Linked DNA regions of Gossypium hirsutum: region 1 is linked to region 2. A link is a contact called in public Hi-C data. All regions are on one chromosome and are shown on one strand. The core of a region is the stretch at or near the end of the contact, and the rest is flanking DNA. Distances in the headings are between cores, read along the strand shown.

Evidence for each region. A called contact is a pair of places that touch in the nucleus more often than the background predicts.
Region 1: a Hi-C map of seedling shows a contact between it and region 2, with 2.5 times the contacts expected there. The contact joins the promoter of LOC107886677 here to the promoter of LOC107888113 in region 2. A contact is called at or near these places in 4 of 34 Hi-C or Micro-C datasets (hypocotyl, leaf and seedling).

What each region holds. Positions count from the first base shown.
Region 1 is chrA03:106,863,787-106,871,406 of Gossypium_hirsutum_v2.1, forward strand. LOC107886677 (G-type lectin S-receptor-like serine/threonine-protein kinase At2g19130) reads right to left here and starts at 2,130. Exons shown (of 1, transcript XM_016810722.2): 1 at 1-2,130. The coding sequence starts at 2,039.
Region 2 is chrA03:106,599,922-106,606,665 of Gossypium_hirsutum_v2.1, forward strand. It overlaps LOC107888113 (transcription factor MYB41), which reads left to right and starts at 2,534. Exons shown (of 3, transcript XM_016812261.2): 1 at 2,534-2,855; 2 at 2,941-3,070; 3 at 3,160-4,095. The coding sequence starts at 2,723. The coding sequence ends at 3,925.

The DNA.
Region 1 (7,620 bases), core at 880-3,379, 260 kb after region 2:
ATCCCGTAGCTGTAGACATCAGCTTTAGCTGTAACCGGGACTCCTGAAATCCACTCGGGTGCAAGATAGCCCCTTGTCCCTCTCATAGTTGTCAGGACCCTGCTGAAGTCCCGCCCAATAAGCTTTGCCAGGCCAAAATCTGCGACTTTGGGACAGAATTCAGCATCCAAGAGAATGTTCTCTGGCTTGATGTCACAGTGAATAATACAATCTCTGCACTTCTCATGAAGATAAGCTAAGCCTCTAGCCGTACCAAGTGCAATCTGGTACCTTGTTTTCCACGTTAAAGCTTTAGATTTCTCTTCATGGAAAAGATGGGCATCCAAAGAACCATTTGGCATGTAATCATACACCAACAGCTTCCTTGTACCTTCAGAGCAGAACCCTCGAAGCCGCGCTAGATTAACATGCTGGATCGTCCCAATTGTGCTGACCTCTGTGCGGAACTGCTTCTCTCCCTGATTGATGCTCTCAAGCTGCTTCACAGCGATGACACTCGAATCTGGCAACGTTCCTTTGAAAACAGAACCAAAGCCTCCTCCCCCAAGCTTTTCAGAGAAATTCTTGGTTGCACTCTGTAAATCCCTATATCCGAAAGCTAGAAGCGAGCCTTCAACAGCTTTCGGGTTTATCGTTGTCCGCCGCCTCCATCTCCAGATTCCAAATATTACAAGGACCAGGACTAAACTCACCGACCCTGCAGCTGCTCCAATAATGATTCCATTATTGTTGCTGGAACTGGAAAATTCAGATGCCGCTAATCGGAGATATAGAGTTTTGCCATCGCTAGCATCATCCGCAAGTTGTTGCAGATCCAAGAGTTGGCCTATCCAAATTCTACACCCATCACTGTCATAAGCATAAGCAGTGCAAGAGCAATTCTGAAGGCAGGTTGATTCACATTCCGATATGCTCGTAGCGGTCATAGGCTGAGCATTTTGAGGCAATTTCACGTTGGGGCTTGTTAGAAATTTATCAGGCTTTCCATTAGTAAGGGTGCGATTCTCCTCACACTGCAGCTTGGTTGTCCTTTCACACCCATCAGAAAAATCGCTCAGATTCCAAGCGGATTGCGACTTTTGATGGAAACCTCTCAAACAATTACAGAAAGGCAAACCTCCCTCGGTGCAGCTGCCAAAAGCCCCACAATAAGCATAAACCTGGCATTGTTGTCTCGGCTGTGACCAAAACAAATTCCACTCCTTGCTACCTTCCAACCAAGACAGTTGCTTAATCTGCCCCGAAATATCCATAACAAATCGAGATATGGTATCAGGATTATAAAGCGAATAAGTAAAATAACTCTCGTTTTCGTCTGAATGAAAGCTGAAGTTGTAGATATAATTCAATCTCATTTCTGGAACTAAAGTGAAAATCCTTGCTTGTTCATCCCAAGGTCCACTCGTCCAGTATTGTCTGGTCCTATTCCACAGAATCAAATATTGATTGGTTCCTTCGGGATCTAGCTCCAGAGAGAAGAGACCCGGCGCAGGATCTTCTGAATTTTTCCATGAAATAAGAAGTTGACTTTGATTGGTTCGTTTATTTAAGCTAATCTTACCACCGGGAAGCCATGTGTGTGTGGGATGATCCAAACTTTGCCACAAAGGTGTTGTTGAATTGGGACCATCTCTTAGAACAAGATTCCCACTATCTTCAAGGACTGCTACTACAGAACTTGAGCTGCTTGAGCTAATATTGGTGGACCAAATTGGTACTTTGGACTCGTTGAACAAAACCAAGTTACCATCAGATAATTTTAGTTCTGAAGATTGTGTATCACGGACTGGTGTCTCCCTGTTTGCAACCCAAACTGGGGTCTGTTCAGAGACCTTGCCGCCGTACCATATGCCTATGTAGTAGTTGGAAGACTTACCTGGTGTGAAGAAGCCCAACACGAAGTTTCCACCCAATGAAACAATGGTCTGATTACCGGAGAGAGACCGATTTGCTGAGATGGTGTCTGCCCCTAAGGAGAGTTGGCTATTGAAAGAAAACCACATAAAGACTAGTACAGAAAGCTTGAGCCATGGCTCCATGGTTGTAAGAGGATTTCGTGGCAGGGGAAAACACAGATATTTCAGAGGACAATTCAAAAGGCTATTTAAAACACGAGACAAAACATGTCGTGAGGAATTAATGGCTGCTATGGGGGGTAGTTTTATTGTTGCATCTCAATCAAAGCTAGTGGAAAAGACAAGTATGGCCTTTGTTTTTTTCCTTACAGAACATGGGCATTTTAGTAACCTCGTATCGAAACAGCAGTGCCTTTCGACTACAGCTATGAGCTATTAATCATTCTCGGTCATCGATAATACAAATCGAGGAGGAAAGTCAAAGGAATAGGTTGTTTTGAAAAGGTCAACTGGACCGCGTAGCACTTCTTCCCCCCTCTTTCATATACTTATGATTTACTCCAGTGCTGTTCGTTGGTTTTACACCTGCAAAGCTTACCTCTGTCTACCTTAAATCCAAGTGCTTCAATATATGATGACAATTTAGATTTATATAATTTAATTTACTTATTAAATTCGGAAATTATTAAAATAGTAATTCTATATGAATTATAAAAACTCATGAAGTTAGATTTTATCCAAAAAAAAAAAAAGATTAACGGAACTCCATTAGACCTGCTGTCGGCTTCTCTAAAATATCTAGATAAACATGAATTATTTATTAAAAATAAACAAATATCCTTGAGTAAATTTTTTAACACTCTTCAAATAAAGTTGGATTAATATATTACTTATCTTCGAAGTTACCTAATTATTATTTTTGATATTTAAGAATTTTTATATCAATTTAGTACTTAAACTTTTATATCAGTTTGTCCTAACCATTAATGCCATTAAAGAAAAAAAAAGGTGGCGTGAAGCACTCTCATACAAATGCTTAATTGTTTTTTGTAAAATAATTTTTTTTTAATTTCTAGAAATTTTATATAACTTTCCATATATTTAAGATTTTTTTGAATTTGTTTGACAATTTTTTTATATTTTCTCTCTTTTCTTGTGTTTTGTGTATTTAGAAAATAAAAATATATTGTAAATAATTGACAATGAATATCTATAACCCCATTAAACTTTTATTAAAGTGATAAGATAAAATTCTCTAGTTCATTTATAAATATGAGAGTAACCTAGATGTTTCAATGAAACACTTAAGGCACATTTGCTTCATTGAATGTAAATAAACTTATAAATAAAGTTCATTGTAAGTGAAATTTGAATACGAGAAAAATTCTCCTAAACTTTTCATTTACCTTTTACTATTTACTATTGTTTTCTTAATTTTTTTATAACACATTATCAATATGACTATTTTTTTATTGGTATTATATAGAAAGTAAAGTTTGATCCTACATACAAATAACTATTAAGACTTATAAACCACCATTAGGTTTTCAGTATTAAACAATTTAAAAAGAACAAAGTTGGTCAATTTTATAGGTATCACTTCTTATTCTAATTTCTTAAATTTGCGGCTCTTCACATATTAGGCAAGAACTATTTGTCATGGGCGTTAGATGCTGAAATTCACTTAGGTCTTGGGAATATAATTACCCAAGGTAATGAGGCGTCTAAACAAGATAAAGCCCAAGCTATGATTCTCCTTTATCATCATCTTCATGAACGTTTGAAAACAAAATATTTAACTATAAAAGATCCACTTGAATTGTGGTATAGTTTAAAAGAAAGATATTAACATCAGAAAACGATAATTTAAGATAAAATAATGAGTATAATAATGAGTATAATACTGCAATATTTAAGATAAGTTCTCAATTAAAATTATGTGAAGAAAAAATAACTGATGAGGACTGATTGGAGAAAATTTTCTCAACTTTTCACGCATCTAATGTGCTCATTCAGTAGCAATATAGTGAAAAAGGGTTTTAAGAAATACTCAAAACTAATCCCATACCTTTTGATGGCTGAGCAAAATAATGAGTTGTTAATGAAAAATCATGAAAGTCGCCTTATTTATTTTGCTCTATTTCCAAAAGTGAATGTGGCAATACACATTAATTATATAAATGAAAGAAATCGCAATTGTGTTCATAGTCGTGGTCGTGCCTATGGCCATGGATGTGGTCGAGGACACTATAATTATCGTTACCAAGGTGCTAATAATTATTATGACTACCAACATAAAAATAAAAGAGAAAAGAAAGAGAAAGATGATTGTCCAAGCAATCCTTCAAAAGGCATTGAATATTTGTGACATCGATGTAGTCTGAACGGGAATTGTTCATGTACCTACTGTATGTCTGAACATCTTCTAAAGCTTTATCAAGCCTCCATCCAAAGGAAAAGAAAGAATATTGAAAAAAATTTGGCATACCTAAATGATAATGTAGAGGCTAATCTTGCTCACAATGATGATGGTTTTAAAAACTTTGTTGATATAACCCATTTTGATGTAGAGGATTTCTCTAAGACTAGAAATCAAGAATTTTAAAATATATAATAATATTTTATATTTCTTTAATGATTTTATAATTCTTGTTATTCATGTTTGTGTGACTTTAGTATGTTTTGTTATAATTTTTGAGTATTTATAATATCTCTTATGATGTGTTTTGTTTTAATGAAAAATATGGATCTTATGGTTGAGACCAAAATCAAGAATGAAAACACATGTCTTGTAGATAGTGTTACAATGCATGCTATACTTAACGATAGAAGATATATATATTTTCATTTAATTGCAAGCAATAAAAATGTCAACACTATATCTAGTAGTACAAAATTATTTGAAGGCTCTGGAAGAGTTATGATATTATTACCCTAAGGGGTAATGTTTATTATAAATAATACGCTATTTTTGTCAAAGTCCTGGAGAAATTTGTTAAGTTTCAAAAATATCCAGTGAAATAGATATCATATTGAGACTGCAAATGAGAAACGTATTGAGTGTTTGCAAATCTAATAGTTATATTTGGAAAGAAATGTGTTTTTGAGAAATTACATGCCTTATCTTCAGGCTTGTACTATACAACTATTAGTACAATTGAAACGCATGTTATAGTAAACCAAAAGTTTACTAAATCAAATATATTTACTATTTGGCATGATTGATTAGGCCATCCCAGATCATCAATTATACGAAAATAATTGAGAATTCACATGGTCATCCATTGAAGAACTAGAAGATTCTCCAATTCAAAGGATTCTCATGTGTTGTTTATTATCTTGGTAAATTAATTACTATTGCATCAACAGTTAAGATTGAGATAGAATCCCTTGCATTTTTGGAACATATTCAAGGTGATATATGTGGGCTCATTCATCTATCATGTGGATCATTTAGATATTTTATGGTTGTAACAGATATGTCTACTAATAGTCACATGTGTGTTTATTTTCAATTTGCAACCTGGCCTTTGTGGGACTACTTGCACAAGTAATTAAATTAAGGGCACAATTTTCAGATTATGCAATCAAGACAATTCGTCTTGATAATGCTAGTGAGTTCACGTCACAGGCTTTCAATTACTATTGTATGTCTATTTAAATAAAAATTGAAAATCCAGATTATATACAAAATGGTCAAGCTTAATAATTTATTAAACATCTTAATTTTTTACTAGAACATTACTTATGGGAATAAAGTTTTCTAGTTTTAGCATGGGGATATATTGTTTTACATGTTACAGCACTTGTATGCTAAACCAACAAGTTATCATAAATTCTCCTCATTAAATAGGTTTTTGGTCAGAAATCAAATATTTCCCATCTTAGAATTTTTGTATGAGTGATATATGTTCCAATTGCTCCAACACAACGCACAAAGATAGGTCCTCAAAGGAGATTGAGAATATATGTTAGGTATGAATCCCCTTTTATGATTAAGTATCTTGAACCAATGACTGGAAATCTATTTACGACATGGTTTGTCGATTGTCATTTTGATGAAACAATATTCTAACTTTATGGGGAGAAAGAAAACAACTGGTAAAAAAATTACATTTGATGCATCATTATCATCTCATTTAAACCCTCAAATAAATTAAAGTGAATTGGAAGTTCAGAAGATAATACATTTGCAAAATATTACAAATCAACTTTCAAATGCATTTATTGACCTAAGAAGAGAATAAATCTCATATACTAGCTGAAACTGCTCCAATAAGAATTGATGGTCCTATAAGACAATCTGCTAGTGTAAATGAATGTAAGTGAATCCTCATAAAAATAAAGGAATAAATACTCAAGATGGTTGTATTACAAAGGCAAATGCCCAAGAAAAGGCCAAAGACATAATTGATCAAAAAACCCCAAAAAAGGTTCAAGTACCTGAAAGTAGTGATAATAAAGAGATATTGATAAGTTATGTCACTACAGGAAAAAGATGGAACTGAAAAGATATAATTGTTGACAACATTTTTACTTATAGTATTGTTGTTGAAATAACAATAGAAAATGAGGATCTTGAACCTACATTTGTTGAGTAATGTAGAAATAGAAAAGATTGACCAAATTGGAAAGACTCAATACAAGCAAAATTAAATCGCTTACTAAATGTGAGGCTTTTGGACCTACTTGAAACACCCCTAATCTACATCCATCACCGGAATAGAGTTATCGAGTATTACTGAGGTTTACATATCAAATACAGTTAACTTATTTCATTTACTATTTATATCCAAAATCAAACATACTGTATCTTAAATAGGCTCTCGAGTCCCAAAATACATATTAGAATCAAGTCGAGACTAAACCAGAAACTCAGAATTTTTCGTGAAATTTCAAAATTTTACCTAGGTGCAGGGGACACACGCCCGTCTGACCAGCCACACGGCCAAATGACACACCCGTGTCTTAGGCCGTGTTGGTATTCCATGTGAGGCACACGATCGTGTCCCAGCCCGTGTCCATACCCGTGTAACTTTTTGACTTAGGTCACACGGCCATGCCACACACCCATGTGCTAGGCCATGTGAACATTTTAATTTACATTAATTAGGTGCAGAGGCCACACGGCCAAGTCACACGTCCGTGTGCCAGGCCGTGTGCCTCACATACTCGTGTCTCCACCCTTGTGAAAATACCTGAACGTTCTGTTTTGTGATTTTAAAGATGCAAGGGACACACGGCTAACCACAAGCCCGTGTGCATGGTCGTGTGTCACACATGACTGAGACACACGCCCGTGTCTCTGCCCATGTGGACAAAGTAAAGCCATTTCCAAGCCTTATTCCTCACCCAAACTTGTCTTCCACCTACATAAATGTTTCAACACTTTTACCAACCAATTCAAGACATTTAAATCAAGCCAAAATCAAAATTTAAGCATGACATATTATCACATATGTTGAATGTCCAACTTACCCCTTTTTGATCAAATACTTAATTAAGTATGTTTGTACCTAATAAACCAATCCAAGCACACTCATATACCAAACATAATACAACCTCATGCATAGATACATCAAACATATCATTACTAGCCATTCCAATGGCTAATTACAACCAAAACATTTCATCATTTGGCTAAACTTAGCTTATACATGCCATTGTACTAAAAATAATTTACTAAATATACCAAAGTGAGCTGATGGATAATGTGATCTTACTCCGACCCGCTTCCAACCTTTACGAACTTCCGAGTACTATA
Region 2 (6,744 bases), core at 1,284-3,783:
TTCTTAGACTAACATATTATATACTATGATTTAATTTTTTGAGTTATATCATTTGTATAAAGGATTTTCTTTTTCTCAAGTATTAACAATATTTTTATATTAATTAATTTTTTAGAATTCAAAACTTATGTAGTGCAATTATAATTTATACTATCAAACATGATATAAGAAATTACGAACTCTATAAACCAAACACATTTACAAAACTTGTAAAAATTACTTAATAATTACATTTTCATCTAATCATTATATATTATTCAAACACACCCTTAATTTTGATTAATATAAAAAATATCGTTTTTATTAATCAATTGCAAACGTCAAGAATATTGATGTATTGCTTCTCTGGTAAGTTATGGTTGGGTAGTCATTAGAATAATTTGACTAAAAACAGGCACTATAAGATTATAGTTTCACTCAATTACCTTTTTGACAAAAATGTTTCTTCTTAAAAAACGTGACTATATAAATTTAGGGGTGAAGTCAGAATAATTTTGTAGGGGTCGGACGAAATTTTAATTTTTTATGGTTTATATCTTTATAATTTTAAAAGGATTAAATTAAATTTTTATAATTTTAAGGGGGTCAAAGTGCAATTTTACCTTTACTAATTTAAAATTTTTAAAAAATCTCAAGAGTCTAAATAACAATTTTACATTTTAAGGGAGGCCGAGGCCAGGGCCCTGCCAGCCCCCTAGATTTGCCCTACATAAACTGAAAATTTTCTAAAAAAGTGAAATAATTTATATTTAATTGAATTATGTAATATTATATATTATTTTTAAATAAATAATTAACTCAACAACTAAATTAAATAATTAATCAATAGAATTGCAATGAAGCTTCCATTATAGTGTGTAAAATACACACCCAAAGTATTCACATGGATTTTAGATGCATATATCTGGAATGAAATTTTAGTCAAAGATTTCGGAGCAAGGAAAAGTGTTTGTAAACTCGATAAATCAACCAACAAATGAAATAATAAATGAGATAAAAATATCAAACACAAATATTTTAAATGAAAATCTTTTTTTAAAAATGATAAAAAATTATGGGTAAAGATAATTTCACTATAATGGCAAAAAAGAATAGTACAAATATGGAGATAAAACTAAATCCCGAAACACTAAATAAGAATCCTCATAACATAAATACAAAATTCTCTGAAAGCTTGTAAAAACTAATACCTAAATGTAAAATGAGTTCAATCTTTCTAAGATAGAAAAGTGTCTATTTATAGACTAAATTCATAGGTCAAAAATATTAAAATAATCAACATTAATGACTGAAACAAATACTTGGAGTTTAACTAGGAGAAGAAAACCGAAAAAATTTCATGACACGTCGCCATGTCGTGGCATCGTTTTTGCTTCTCCCTTATATTCATCGTCACGATATCATATGGCTCCTCTTCACAGCATCGTTCTCTGTTTGTTCCATATTGATACAATATCACTTTACTTCAAAAAAAAATTTCAACCAAATGAATTTTTTTTTCGAAGAATAACTAAAATTTGAATACATAAAGTTAAAATTTCGTTAATTATTTATGTTGTTCTTCAACTACCTAAAGTATTTCTACAGCTTCATGAAGCTATAATTAACCTAAAAGCATTATATCCGATGGCTCAAAATATATTTTCAAACATTTAAAAATTATGAATATATATATATATTTGTAAAAAATACACCTTAAAGAGTTGATGATATTGGAAGAAACCCTAGCCGTCAAATTTTATTTTCTTTTGGTCGAAACTCGTCAAAGGTTGAAGAGAAATTCGTTTTTAATAGAGTTTGTATTGAAACCGCTTCTACGGGTAACAAGTAAAAAAGAACAAACATAATATAATAAATTTAATGTCCCTGAGTCTATCATTAATGACACACTGTGAGTTAAGTGTGGTTTTTAAGTAAACTATCTTAATTTCATTATATACTCTCACTTTTTCTTTTTTCTTTTTTAAATTTTACCATAAATAATATTTCGTGTACGAATTTCATATATTTTTATAAAATAATAATATAATATTTTATCATAAAAATAAAATAAAATATCATGAAAGAGTTATACAAAAATACTAATAATTTTACTTAAATATTAATTAATTATTATTAATAAATGTTAATATCTTTTGAGTTTAGAGTTTAAGAGATTGGGGTGTTGAATTTAGGGTTTTAAAATATTTGTAATAATTGATTATTATTTAAATAAAGTTATTAATATTTATTTGTAACTCTTACATCATTTTTTATTTTATTCAACAATAATAGTATATTATATTATCATTTACTTATAATAATGCAGGAAATTATTTTTTATTTTATTTCAATAATAATGTATTATGTTTTACGAAAAATTATATTATGAATGATATAAAATAATATCTCAATGTTTTACTGATGATGCAGGGCAGTCGTACGCTCCCATTTTACAACCCTATTACATGTGGATGAATTACATTTAATTGGAGCTATTACGTAATACGTAGAGAAAAAGGCTTGTGTCAGAAGGCCGGCGCCAAATTCCATTGACTTCAATCATGGTACCCATCTTGTTTCCAACTCTTTATATATATATGTGGAGGTCTATGGTTCCTTTAGGATAGACAAGTTACACATCAATTTCTCATTGTTTTCGTTCAAGCCTTCCCCTCCCAGTCTCACTCCTTCACGTAAAGTGCTACATACTTTGAAACTTAACTTATCCAAAGGAAAACCAATGGGGAGAACACCTTGCTGTGACAAAAGTGGCCTCAAGAAAGGTCCCTGGACTCCCGAGGAAGATCTTAAGCTTACTAACTATATTCAGGTTCATGGACCAGGAAACTGGCGTACTCTCCCTAAGAATGCCGGTATGCAATTATTTGATCTCTCCTCGCCTCCACTTGAATTCAATCCCTCCAGCCTCTGATCATGCTTTTATTTCAAACTGTTTAGGTCTCCAAAGATGTGGGAAGAGTTGCCGTCTCAGATGGACGAACTACCTTAGACCTGATATCAGGAGAGGAAGGTTCTCATTTGAAGAAGAAGAAACTATAATTCAACTACACGGTATCTTGGGGAACAAGTAGGTTGCCTCAGTTTGGTAATGGTTTTCATATTAATGAAGATGTTGGAATTTAGACAGTTTCCTAATTTTTGTTGTGAATATATCAGGTGGTCGGCTATTGCGGGTCAATTGCCAGGAAGGACCGATAATGAAATTAAGAATTACTGGAACACCCATATCAGGAAAAGGCTTCTAAGGAATGGGATCGATCCAGTGACACATGCTCCACGCCTTGATTTGCTTGACCTTTCTTCCATTATCAGCTCAACTTTGTGCAACCAATCTCTTCTCAATGTGTCAAACTTGTTAGGTACACAAGCTCTCCTAAATCCCCAACTGCTCAGCCTAGCAAACACCCTCTTGTCTCTAAAACAAGAAAACCCAGAAATGCTGATGCAATATCTCCAACAAAACCAACTAAATCTAGACCCCTCGTTACAAGCTCCCATTCAAACTGCTTCAGCTTGCACCACCACGTCCACCGTCCCTTGTTGTACTTCGATGCTAAGCCAAACAGGACTCATACAAGCCTCCGGAGAAGGCTTTTTGTCTTCCGATATGACGAACTTCAGCTACCCAAATTCCCAAGAAATTTTGACAACTTCCACTTTAACCAATGAATTTGCTGCGCAACCACATTACGTGCAGTGCAGCACAAATCCTACAGTTCCCATTCTGTCTGAAACTTCCAATTTCCAATCAGTGGATGGCAGCTTTGATTCGGTGAGGTCGTCGGCGATATCAAGTCCAACGCCTTTGAACTCATCATCTACATTCGTGAACAGCAGCAGTACCGATGACGAGAGAGAAAGCTTTAGCAGCTTGCTTAAGTTTGAAATACCGGAGGGCTTGGATATCAATGATTTTATGTAAATAATTTACAGCTTATAGTTTGGTTTGGACTTGTAAACTAAATGCACCATCATTGTTAATGGTTTTTGTTTATTCTTTAAAACCCCTTTTTAGTGGCTTTTGGTTTTGGTTTGTAATTTCTTTTTACTACTATGTTGATGAAAATATGAATTAGTTTTCTTTTTATTCCACCATTTTTTATTAATGGTCTATCTTTCTACTTCTCTTTTCAAAATTGAATGTATTTTAATTTTAAGCATTTGAATAAAATTGAAAATTTTAATTAATATCAGTATTCACAAGATTTTCTTTGATTATTACTCCTAAGGATTTATCTTATATCATAAAATGGATGATAACACATGTGGTTATACCTAAAAAAATAAATATTAAATCTTATTAAAATAAATAAGTACTTAGAAGTTTTTTCCCTTAATATTTGTGCAAATTATATATCTTTATTGTTAGGGGTCAATCCATATAAACAACGAGATAGCAAAAATGGAAAGGAACGAACACAAATATTTTACGTGGAAAATCATAGGCAAAGGAGGTGTCAACTTTTCACTAGATGAGTAAATAAACAAGAGTGCAATACGAAGAAAATAAACCTAAATGTACAACCTGTACATTACTCAAAATCCCGAATACAAAGCTCAAAATCCTAAATCTCATAAGGAACTCATAAAAGGGGGTATAAAATAATCTCTATAATTACCACGAAACTCTCACAAAAACTCGTATGTGATTACATCTTCTCACCCTAAAAAAACCCTTATTAATTGACCTCCCAAAAAGAGATACAATGGTCCCTTTAAATGAGCTAAGATTAGAGTTTTAATCATACTAAAATATCCCTAAAATAATTAGAGTCTAATTAGGAGAAGAAGTCCTGCTTGAAATCTAAAACGCCACTGTCAAATAGGAGAACACATCGTGACGTTGCAATGTCTCATTCACCTCATCACGACGTTGTCCATCGCGTCGTCCCAACGAGCTGGCGCTCCTCGTCCCAATATAGGGCCTGTTTTGGCCCTTCTTCGATTGCTTGTCAATTCTCGTCTAAGGTGCCTGCAAAATATCCAATAAATGCAAGGCACACCCCACATTTATTGAACCATTTGAAAAAGAAAATTTAAACAAAAAGAAAATAAAATAAAGATAAAAACATAATTGTTAAAAAAATATCTCATTTTTTCATCATTAATAATATTGATTTAGCAACCTTGTCAATGGCAACGGGATGCAATAGCGATGAGTACAAAATCATTAATAGAAGGATGTGCCAACTCATAAAAATTAGCTAGTATCTAATGCTTTAATGGTTCGATTAGGTACAACAAAATAAATACAACAAAAATCAACTATTAGAACTAAGAGGATGAACGAAAGTGATGGCATTTATTTTTATTTTCTTCTAATTAGTATTATATAACAAGCAAGCCTGCGGAAAAAAAAAGGGTTTAATACAAAGAAAAGAGTCCAAATGAGCATGGATAAACATGCAATCTATGGCACAACTTTGGCCCGGTGAGTAACCATATAACTCATGTTTCAGTTTCTATGACTTCGCAGTGTAATGGTCCTATTACGTTTGAAATAGGTTGTTCCTTCTTCACTTATTTTAATTATAGATTCATTATTATTAAAATAATTTTACTTAAATATTATATTAACCCAAATAAGATTAAACTCAGATAGTAAAATAAATTATTATATCAAAAATAATTAAATTACCCCATAAAACTTATATACTTACCGCTATCAATTAAGGAAATTTCATGATTTATTATCTAAAAAAACAGGAAACATCTTCCCTTTTTGGCAAATACATAGTGAATGATGAGGTTAAAATACTTTCTTTATTAATAAATGTTAGATGTAGTGATAAAACATATTGCATTTCTAAAATATTGTTGGAAGAGGCGACCATGAACATTAATATAAATCTTACATTAAAAAAAACAATTTTTAAAAGGAAATTATTTTATTTTATTTTGAAATTCATGTTTGTTTAAAATAAATCATTTTATTTATTGAAAAAACATTGTTTATATCTAGTCTCATAATCACTGGTTTCCTTTTCTTTTTTGATATTTTAATGTCCTAGGCTTAGAGGAATAGCAGCAACTTATCCCGAGCTCGATGGTGAGGAAACTATATAAGGGAAGTCTCTTTATTGGAAAATCATATATAGCTCACCAAACCGAATAACAAAGTACTTCATAATTTGACAAAGTCAAGCTCTTCATTATGGATGAATTACGTATTGAATTAAACCTTGTATAAAGATGGACTACTAATTAACCACTTTTTGGAGTAGTAAATAAGGATTTTTACTCTCCAACGCAATCACATTCTAGAAGTATATGATATACATCCCAATTCCCCACATGCATCACTATCACTATCGTTTTCCTTTTACATAATTAATGTATCTCTTCCTCATCTTTAAGCAAAGGCAATTAGTTCCACCCAAACTTCATTAGCCTTTGTTTTGGTAGAAAAAGTGCAATTTTGTCTTTGCATGACGTAAAGATATTTAAGCTTTGAATTTGAAGATGGGTAAGGAAAATGCAGAAATCTAGGTGAATAAACAGTATGAGAATGAAAACGGAGTACAAGAGAGTAGTCTTGGTTTATGAAATTCGGTTTGCCATTTTGCTTTTCTGCCCCACTAATGCACATGGGATACGCTTTTTGCTGACTTAATAACCACAATATTTTCTTGAATAATGAAGTGCGGTTTTTGATGGAAGGGTGAATGGCTGGTTTCTGCGGTTCAACAAGAAACAAGAGCAAGTTGCCTCAGTTAATGTCGTAATAGAGTAACTGTCCAA